2 separate regions of the Gossypium hirsutum genome follow, and region 1 is linked to region 2. The links are chromatin contacts, called in public Hi-C maps. All regions are on one chromosome and are shown on one strand. Each heading gives the region's core, a stretch centred on a gene start, on an enhancer-like site or on the middle of the called end of the contact. The rest is flanking DNA. Distances are from core to core; before and after follow the strand shown.

Region 1 (5,604 bases), core at 2,568-5,067, 120 kb after region 2:
TGCATGATATCAATATCATTCATAATTGTCTAATCTCGACTCAAAATATGAGCTTCAAATTTACTTAAGTTCATTCATAATTGTAAATGATTAACCAAAACTCGTTCAAGACTAATCATATTTTTTTCCTTTTTGAAATATAATTATTTTTATTTAATATTTAGTAATTATAGTAATTTGTAGAGGCTAATAAAATAAAGCTATATCCTCAATTTTTTTAATACATTTAACACTCATTTATACTCAATAACTTCTCTAATTTAATTAAATTACTTAAATATAATTATTTTTTTAATAAAAAATTTTCTTTCGTTTATAATTTAAATCATTTTTAATTTTTCATTTCAAATTCTGAACATTTTCTATTTATTTTATAAGGTTTTTACTTTGGTTTTTTAGTTTCATTTATAAGGCAACCCTTTTTCTTAATTTTAACTATTTTAAGTAATTTTTTTAATCAAATACCAAAATTTGACGACGCGGTAAATATTATGGTGTTTCAGTTTTCAATTTTCTGCTTATAGTCTTTTTATTTCAGTTTTTCTTAATTTTTAATTATTACTTTTAGTTTATTTTTCATTTTAAGTTATTGATTTATTTCAATTTATTTTTTCATTTCAACGTGTTTCAAAATTTTATATTTTTTAAAATAATTAAATTAAATCAAATTAGAGAAGTTATTAAATATGCATGAATGTATAATCACCTTTGTATGTATTTAAAAATTGACAATGAGGTATTAATTTATTGGTGTATTAAAACTATAGATTTTAGAATCAGTTATTCATTTTTTCTTTTATTAAAATTCTAAACATAAGCAACTTAACATATATTTTAATATTTACATTATAATATATTTAATTTTCATATGATATAAATTATAAAATATATAAAAGAAAAGAAAAAGTAAACATACCATAAACTCGAATGGGTAGGGCCAAAATAGATTTGGGCTTTGAATATCATAGCCTAATTTTGACCCATAATCTAAATAGAGAGATTTTTTACCCAAATTCTTTTTTTAGACTTAATATTTTTATCCAAACTATCCTAAATTTTGAATAAACCTTAGAGCTTGGATGGGTAAATGCACCATTGAATAAGTCCATGTTTTACTAGAGGTGTTTGTGGGTTAGGGTAACACATTTTGTGTTTACTCAAACCTAGCCCAATTTGAAATATAGGCCTAAAAGTTTTACCAAATTTATCTATATTTGTAAATTACTAACTCAAGTCCATTTTAGGTAAACTTATATTATTTTTAACTTTTTAAAAATATTTATACTAATTTTAATTTAATATTTAATAATTTTATATATTTTCATTTATTAAAATTTTAAATATAAGTAAGTTAGCATAATTTTGTAGTATTTACTTAATAATATATTATTAATTTAATTTTATGTATTATTAATTTTATACTATATAAATTATTGCAACGAGTACGCTTGAGTTGAACTCAAACTTTGAATCTTCCATGTTAAAAAAAAAATCATATCAGATTTGATAATTTTGTCGAAAACATCTCAAATTTGGTGCAAAATTTTGGACTCAATCCGATATTCTAACTCTTGAATAAAGCATCACATTTATGCCATTTTCACTATAAACCGAGGAAACAAGTGACTTAAAGTTACCGTATGTAATCTTTAATATTTTATTGCAATTAATAGGTATAAATTTAATCAATAACCGAAATTACATATAATATCATTTATAAATAACCAAATAATAATTTTCCATAGAGAAATCGCATGCAGGTGAGCTGGAAAACTAGAAGAAGACAAGATGAGAAAAATACAAAGAAAATTGTTGGTGTTGGAAAATTTAGTGCATTAATGGTAGAGGCAAAAAGCAAACTCCTCTCTTGATACTTGATACCGACATTTTATGCTATTTTCTTCAATGGCTTTGCCACTTGCCACCTTTCTCATATTTTTTTCTTTTTTAGATTGAGATATCTCTAAAAGTACTATAGGTAAAAAGAAAAAGAAAAAGTATGGGAGAAAGGGACTTAATCAAAATAAAAAAAAAAACAAAAGGGAGGTGAGATGATATTGATTAATTAAAAACGTAAACAATCCTTGTGAATTAAGCCAGCCAATGCCAATCCCCATCAATTCCATCAATTTCTCCAATATCCATGCTGTGAATCACAACAATACATATCAATCAAACAAAATTAAAAAAAAAAAAAACTCTCAAGGACTGATGTATTTCACTCAATTTCTTAAGAAAAGCCCATGTGTTAAGCTTTAATGGGCCTTTTTGGGCTCTTACAGCCGGAAGCTTTTGTAAGGATGAAGGCACGGCATCCATTGGGTGCAACTTTATTATGTTTTACAGAAAACGAGGCAAATTTGACTCTTTTCTTGGTAAGAATGAGGCAAATTACTGCATTTTGGCAAAATTTGACCGCTCAATTAGATCCAATTTGAGAGAATTTCTAAATTTCCAATGTATGAATGAGCACGGTGAAAAATTCGTAATTTATACATTCTAAACACTTGTTTTATTTTTTTGAAAATCTGGATACTTACCAAGGTAAGGCAGAATCAGAATCCTGGAAGTAAGAATCTGGGAAAAGATTATTGAAATGGTGGTGCTGCAAGCCACAGTCATTTGCATTCAACCAGGCAGGGAGTTCCATGACTTGATCAAATGGTTTGTGGTACCCATCATCCTCACCTTTCACTTCGTTCCCATCTTCCATACTCTTCAAGAACTTGAACCACCATGCTGATGTTACCAAATTCACGGTGTCATTCCACTCCATTTGATGCTGCTCTCCTAATGATCTCATCTCAGCCATTCCCTCATCGTCCATAGCTTGATGCAGGTCTCCCCCACCGTAGGATGCTGTTGAATCGGCCATAGTCCCAGGCCCCACTTCATGTGACACTGCAACTGAAGGCACATCTTCAGTTACAACTGATAGAGTTGGGGAAGATGAGGATGATGAAGATGAGTAGATTGATGGGTTATTTCTGTTATGGTAAAGGTTGGAGTCTATGTTGTTGAAATCGTGAAAGTTAAGGTTTAGACCTAGGGTTTGGTCTGGTAGATTCAAAGTGTGTGCAGTAGATGTAAAAGGACTTGGAGAAGAAGGAGGCCAACTATAGGAATGGGAAAAATAGTCTATATTATAGGTAGACAAGTTGTTTGTCTTTGGTTCTTGCTCAAAAGGTGGTGGGAATGAAGGAGAAGGCTGGAGTGACCGTGATGATTGCTCTTCTTGTTGCTGTTCATTGGCTTGTTTCATGGCAGCTCTATGGAACTTGAGTGCAGTGACAATTTCTCTCCTAGCTTCAGCCATGTTAAGCAGCCTTTGTTGGTAAGGCCTGCGGGTATGAAATCTCCTCCGAACCTGTTTCTTAAGTTGTTTAGGTGGTGCGTGTGGTTGCACCTGGCTCTGTGTCTGTGGTGTAGCACTAAAACCCTCACCAAATTTGCTCAAATTTTGGCCATTAACGTAATCAGGGTCTTTGGCACTTCTGGAAGTGGTGAGTTGTTTAACCAGGCTCCGAATGTAAGCACCAGAGAGCTGAGGAGGCTCATCTTTGTGACTGTTTCTAATTCTATCAATTTCCATTCCTTCTTTTGCTTCTTGCTTGGAACATCGACCCTTCATATCTAACTTTTATTTTTTTCCAACTTAGTACCGTAGAAAGAGAAAGCTGGTTTGAAGGATCATGGGGGTGTTATTTTTTCCTCAAAAAAACTAAAATGCAATGTACAGAAATGCAGAGAGAGGTGCAGGAGACTGAAGTTTCACAAAGGGAGGGGGTGTTATAAATACAAGCTGACCTAGGGTTTGTAAATTGTTTTGGATTTTTCCTTGTTTTGGCAATCAACACTTGTTACCCTTTATTTACATGTTTGTTTTAGGCTTACTACTTTCCTTTACTAAACTGCCCTCCTCTTTCAACTACATTTACATTTCATTCATGCCTGGGAAGATCAATCCCGCAGTCCCACTTAATAATAGACTGGGGTTTCATATGCTTTTATCTTTCTTGCATGTGTCTAAAAAAAGACAAAAGAAACAGAAATGCGATGATGAAGCTTAAATATATTTTATTTCATTGAAGGATTTGGTTGCTGTTGATCCTCATTATTTCAAAGGGGACAGCTTCTGAATTACTAGGCAGGATTCAGCAAATGGTCTCTTCTTCTCTTGGGTAAATTGGATTGATATTTTAGCATGTAATTTCTTCATTTTAACCGGTGATTTATGTACGTGAGGGAATTTTAGGGCAAAAGCAAGGGTTATTCTGGTATCTTGTCTGAAAGTACGATGGGACCAGGCTATGCCTGTGAAGAACCTACACTTCCAAAAGTCTTAATACTACAACTAAAAGAGATGACTGACAAGGGAATCTCCATTACTGTTGTAATGTAGCCTTTTTTATATTTTGGAAAATAGGAGAAAATTTCCAATATTTTGCTGTTTAAAAACAAAGAGATGGACAAGATTTTTAGACCCTTTCTGAAGACGTTGTTCAGAAAGTTAAAAGACAAGAATTTTCCATACCATCGTCTCCATCATCAATACTTTTACTCCAATTGCAGGTGGCTAGCAGCGTCTAAGATATGGCTTCTGTGGTTTTTATTCAACCTTTCTGGCACCAATAATAGTGAAAATAAAACATGGAGTAAGAGATATTGTTACTGCTGTCAATAATAGATATTATGTTTATTTTATATTTGTGTAGAATTTACACATGAATTTGTAATAAATACCTCGTCACCTTTACTTCGTCTGGTCCCAACATCGTTTATGCACAACAACTGTCCCTCGCACGTGTATCCACGATCGGCACATTACATGTTTTTGGTCCACCTCGTGAAGGATATGTGTTTAGTTTCCTTTGCATGAAACACACGTGGGGTATTTCAATTTCGTTAGCGTCTATTATACTCCCTAAGTAGCCAACTACAACAATACTAGCACAATCCACGTGTCAAGATCTAAAGCCAAAGGATGATCACCTTCGCCTATAAATATCCATTTTAGAGGTCCTCTTCTTCAATCATCCACCCAATGCTATATACTCTTTTATTATCCTCTTCCAATGGCTCTCAATACTTCTCCATTGTGTGAACCGCCATCCTTTCTATTTACCTTTTTTTAATCATCAACAATTGATGTGGTGAGTATGGACAATATAGTTCATCATGAGGGAACCATCCTCGGAAAACCCATTGTACCCATCAATCCTACCACCTAGCTTGTTGGCCAAACATACAATCCTCACTCAACACATCCTTAAAACCCCTATAACGACATTTATGAAAGCTAGTATCATCCACAACCTAGGTACCACATTGCTCCTCCTTCACCAAACTTATGCCCGATGGCAACATCTAATGAACAAACATCATAAAAACTTAATTCCAACCCTAGCTCTTACTCTCAATAATTTCAAAAACTGCAAGAACAAATAGGGCTTTAAGAGACCAAATAACACTACAATAGTTGAGGTATGAACAATAATGTCAGCAATACCAAGAACAACTCTAGCAAAATACTAAAATAATAAAAGAGTTAAGAGCAAGTCATAATCCCCCTCTTAGTTCCAAACCCAACATGATAAGGTTGTT
Region 2 (5,270 bases), core at 454-2,953:
AATCTCATTTCCTCCCTTGACAACCACAACCGAAAGCTCAAACCAACATCTAAAATTCCAAGTTTTCAAATGGGCTAATATGGAACTAGCTAATTGACTTAAACTAAACTTAAAATTTCAAAAACTAGCAAAATTTTTACTAACCTTCTCAAGCTTCAAGTGACCGAATGTTTCCCTCCTATCTTCCTCTTTACAATCGGCCAAGAAGAACCAAGGATACAAGCTTTGTTTTCATTACCTTTCTTTTTTTCTTTTATTCTTTCTTTTATTTATTATACTCCAATAACCCAATTTCTTATTATAATATCAAATTCAACAAATATATTGCCCATCATCAATCCATCTTGGCCGGCCACTATAAGGGAATTGGGCAATTTGACATGCAAGTCCACCCTTGTTTTGACATGCACTAATAAGCCCTTTAAAATTAGCCTATCATATTTCACCATGTCTCATGTTGATCCCTATTTAATAATTCCTCATGCAATTGGCAAAATTAGGGAATGAAACTTCCACATATGCATGTACACACACATAATAAACATAGAATATAGCAATTAATTATTTTTATAACTCGGTTTTGTGGTCCCGAAACCACTTCCCGACTAGGGTCACATTAGGGCTGTCACAATTTTGTATGATTTGTCTACCGCTTGCATTGGTTTTCTTATGATTGAACTCACATTGAGCTTCTTAAGCTCACTCCCCCATTATTTCTATATTTACAGATAACCCACCAGGTTATGACATGGACTCCGCATACGAAAGGCTCGGCTCGAATTGATCTTTTTTATTAAAAAGTATTTTAGATTTACTACTTAAAATTTCTGTTATTTTGGAATTGTATCGCTTTATTTGAATTGTGGCATGGGACTATGATTTTGAGTTTATTTAGTATGCATGATATTTAATTCAAATTTAGGATATTGAAACATGAATTTTAAATTAATTATGCATAAAATAATTCTAATTTTACTTAATTAAAACTAAGTTGAATATCACTTTTCCGCTACTAGATTATAAATAAAATTTGAGTAATAAATAAAATGGAAATTAACTAAGTTTTCCTCTAAAATAAACAAATGCTTAAAATGTCTGTTTTATAAACTCCGTTAACTTACTGATAATTTTGGTGGCCAATGTAATCTTCTGAATTCGGACTTAACGTCTAGATCAGATTATGAAAGTTACAAATTTTAAATAAAAATTATATACCAAAAAATGAATTAATATCAATAATGTTAATATAAAAATTCAAACCCATGCATCACATGGACCAAAAACTAGTAATGTTTGTTTATAAAATTATATAAGAGCATTAGGCTGGATTTGATTCTTGAAAATATTTTCTATTTTCATTTTTAAAAATAATTTTAATTTTATTTTTTGTACTTTTGGAAATTGAAAAACATGTTTGGTAATCAATAATGAAACTTTCCTTTCAAAGTTCTAGGAAATTTTAGTTAAGCCTCCTTAAATTTTTGAAAATTTTTATTAATTTTATAAAAAGGTTAATTAGACCTCAAAATTTTTTTTAAAAAAAATCTCATTTAACTCCTAATTTTAAAAAAAATTTTACTAGACCTCAGAACATAATTCTTGGATCAAATGTTATTTTGATCTCGAGGATGCTTTCTTGCAGTGATGGATCCTAGGCCCATAAGGATTTTTGACGCCTAACTAAAATTTATTAAAACTTTCAAAATTTCCCATATTTTTGAGGCTAGGCCCATAAGGATCCGCCCTTGCTGTCTTGCTTTTCAGGGCACTTTGATGGCTTTCTTTCTCTGCTGTCTTCTTCCTGTTTGGGAGTTTGTTCTGTCGTCTTATGAATTATGAAATAAAATCATTCTTTATGAAAAGAGGCAAGGGCTTGTCTCGTCAAAAAAAAAAAAAAAAAATCCACAATCCTCAACAACCATTATTTACTGCCCTTTTTCCATCTTCTCCATGACTACTGCGTATGTACAAAATTTTATTTTTTACCAAACAATTAAATACTGTGGGTTTTCTCTTTTCTTTTTTCAATTAATAATAAAGTATTTGACATTGTAAATAAACCTTTTTTTTCTTTTAAATTAGTAAAAATGGTGGAAACCTTCAGAAGACTGGAAAATCTCCGCGTATGACGTAAAGCTCAGTCCAAAACCATGCATGACCCTAATAATATTATACATGCTATATCTAAATATCATAACCTTATAATTAATTAACTAGGCTAAATATTACTAGTCGTGGAAGTGGAGCTTTACTTTTTTAAAAGGCTTCAAGTTTACTAAAGTATTAGATTTTAAAGACCTTAAATTGAAGTGGTGGCACTTCTTCAACCACCCCATAAAATGTTTTTCTACTTATGCGGAGTGCTTAATCAAAAGTATGTACTCACTTCAACAAATATAAAAGTGAACATATCGTGATAATTTTCTTTATTGTTGTACTTTGAAGATATAATACTCTCACCACTAAATTCATCATTTTTGAATTCAACAAGTAAAATCATAACACAAGATTTTACTATCAAATTGTACTCACACAATAATATTATGAAAAGAACATATTAAGTGCTTAACTCTTAGTACAATCACCTATTCAAGACTCTCAAATATGTAGACTTAATTTCAAGACTTGCTTACATATGAAGATATCTATATCGATCCCACTAAAGCAACAACAAAATAAGTTTAATACATTATAATAATATCAAACACTGTAAATATAGACTCTTGACAACTAAAATCATGATCCAACAAATTATCTTGCGTAATTTAATATCAATCCAACCAATATAAAATTCTCGAAGTAATATAATTTTTTTTATAATGGCTAAATACCAACCATATAATTAATATAGTCCAATAAATTGTTAATACCTTAAATATGGAAATTGTGTCTTTAAAGATTTGATGTTGGTGAGGGGAGTAGGCACTCCCTCTATCACCAAACTTACCAATTTCATATTTTTCAAAAAAATTAATATTTGATTTAATTAATAACTCTAATCAGGGGAAGAAAACCAAGAAAGAATTTTTATATATATTTGATTTGAGTAATTAAGTTGTGGAAATTCAAATTAAGGAAAGTTATATTTTGTTTTTTACCGAAGAAGTCTTTTGTTGCTTATGTATATGAGTTGAGGTCTTCCTTTTGATAATAATGAATAATGAAGCGTGTGTGTCCCCAAAGAAGTTAGGATTTAATAAAATGTGACGTGATGCACGCACCGCATTGAGCCAGTGTGGTGCTGGGAAACTGCAGTTTTGACAACTGCCACATGCTTCAATTTCTCACCCCTCCCCTCTTTTTCTTCTATCTTCTTTCTATTTTATTTCTTAATTAAGGTTTAAATAATTTCCAACTCACTACCGTTTTTATTTTGGTATTAATTTATCTATATTTTAAAAATATTTATATATTATTTACGTATTACATGCATATAAATATATTTTAAAATTATTAATTACGTTGACTAATTTAATTAAATGTTTATATTTTATTTTAAAAATAGTTAAGATAAAAATATTAAAAATTAATTTAAAATATCAAAATCTTCTACAGGGTTGATTTAAAAACTAGGTTTGATGCTTTTATTTTCACCAATTTAGTCATTTTGATCTTTTTTTTTCATTTTAAAATTATAAAAATCTATTTGGTAACATTATTTATGAATTTTCGTTAATTTTGAATATGTTACATTTTAATATTGATTTAAAAAATTAATTTTAATTGATAAAGTAGGTTCAAATTTAGAAGAAGTCAATTAATATTATTATTAATTGAATTTTAAATTTTAAATTTCAAAAGTAGGAACAAGTAGAAGAAGAAAAAGAAAAGGAGGAAACAATGGAAATCATTTTCTTTAATATATATGCAAGGTGCTGGCTTTTTGGTCTTACAGCATACTCTTCTAAGTGCAAAAAATTATTCCACAAAAATGAAAGGAGAAAGTGTTGTTGAGACTAAGCTACCAAATTTTGTGTCAGCAAAGAAAAGTGAGTTGAGTGGTAATTTCCACATACACCACTTAAGCTTTCTTCTTCACATTTCCCTACCCTTTGGACTTTGGAGGCATAATCTTGTTGGAAAATAATACAGATCCATTGTCGACTTTAACATGCAAACATTTTTTATTTTTAAAACATATTGCTTTACAAAATTTTGAACAATTAGTCTCTCTATTTTAATTTATCCAAATTTAGTTATTTTGACTTATGAAAATAGAGAAATTAATCCAACACAATTAAAATTTGTAGTTTGAAAATTTATAAGCCAAGAATTAGCTAAAATCAATTATTCAATTCCATCTAATTATCAACAATCAAATTAATTTCTTGGTTCTCACAAAATATAAATACCAAATTTTTACATACAAATATAGATGGATCAACTTTTTCAAGGTGATGAAAATCATAATTAAAAATAATGAAAATATATAACTAAATTTTTAAAAATATTTGACCTAACTATTCTAATGCAAATAATAATATGATAGCTTCAATTTTTAAATTAGCCCTAAATTATGATTTAGATTATTTTATAAATGTAGATATAGTGTACAACAAGAGAGGAAGTCAATGAGGAGATACGAAAGAGATCACATTGGGGCTATAGAGGTCGGTTCACCTAAAGAAGTGAAGAGTCAATTCAAGAATAAGAGGATAGATTAGCTGCTTGAGGAAGCAATTGAGCATAATAACTTCATGGTATTAAAAAAGTTGATCATTTCTTCATCGTTGATGAGGATACTTATAAGGAGGTCTTCATTTTCACTAGTATGACATGACAGATCATCATGAAGGAAGTTATCATCATCTGATACATGAAGAACGTGCATTGTAGGGCCTATTCTATTACGAATTTGATCAATACAAGATTGTTATACCCGGGTGGATCCCATATCGGTTCAAGGGTTGAGAAATGTTAACACTTAGAAAGTGGTTGCTTGGCCATTTCTTGATATGACGGATGAAAACACGGGAGGGGGGATATATCTTTGTTTAAAGCGGGTGGTCAAACGTGATCAAGCGAGACACCTTCTCAAATGAAGTTAACACGAGGTCAACATTGTCTATATTACATCCCGAAAGGTTGGGGTATAACCATAAATATAAAAAATTGATTGTACCAACTGGTCATCTCTTAAATTGAATAATTTACTAGTTCAATATGAGTCAAAGTACCCTTCTTATTAAGTACAGAGCACTTAGCTCAAATTATTCATACTAAATAAATAAAAACGAGTATCTTAAATTATAGTATTCATGCTTGACTTT

The links. A called contact is a pair of places that touch in the nucleus more often than the background predicts.
Region 1: a contact with region 2 is called in a Hi-C map of leaf, with 2.8 times the contacts expected there. The contact joins the promoter of LOC107901004 here to the enhancer-like site in region 2. A contact is called at or near these places in 7 of 34 Hi-C or Micro-C datasets (hypocotyl, leaf, petal and 1 more).

What each region holds. Positions count from the first base shown.
Region 1 is chrD06:16,536,881-16,542,484 of Gossypium_hirsutum_v2.1, forward strand. It overlaps LOC107901004, which reads right to left and starts at 3,818. Exons shown (of 2, transcript XM_016826819.2): 1 at 2,541-3,818; 2 at 2,025-2,146. The coding sequence starts at 3,631. The coding sequence ends at 2,092.
Region 2 is chrD06:16,423,983-16,429,252 of Gossypium_hirsutum_v2.1, forward strand. No RefSeq gene overlaps it. Among protein-coding and RNA genes, the nearest start is that of LOC121219016, 20 kb to the right of the region's middle. Within about 2 kb of position 1,704, at least 4 of the 9 cell types and tissues checked have an H3K27ac peak or open chromatin away from gene starts, as enhancers often do. A contact at or near this core is called in hypocotyl and leaf, where this site is marked.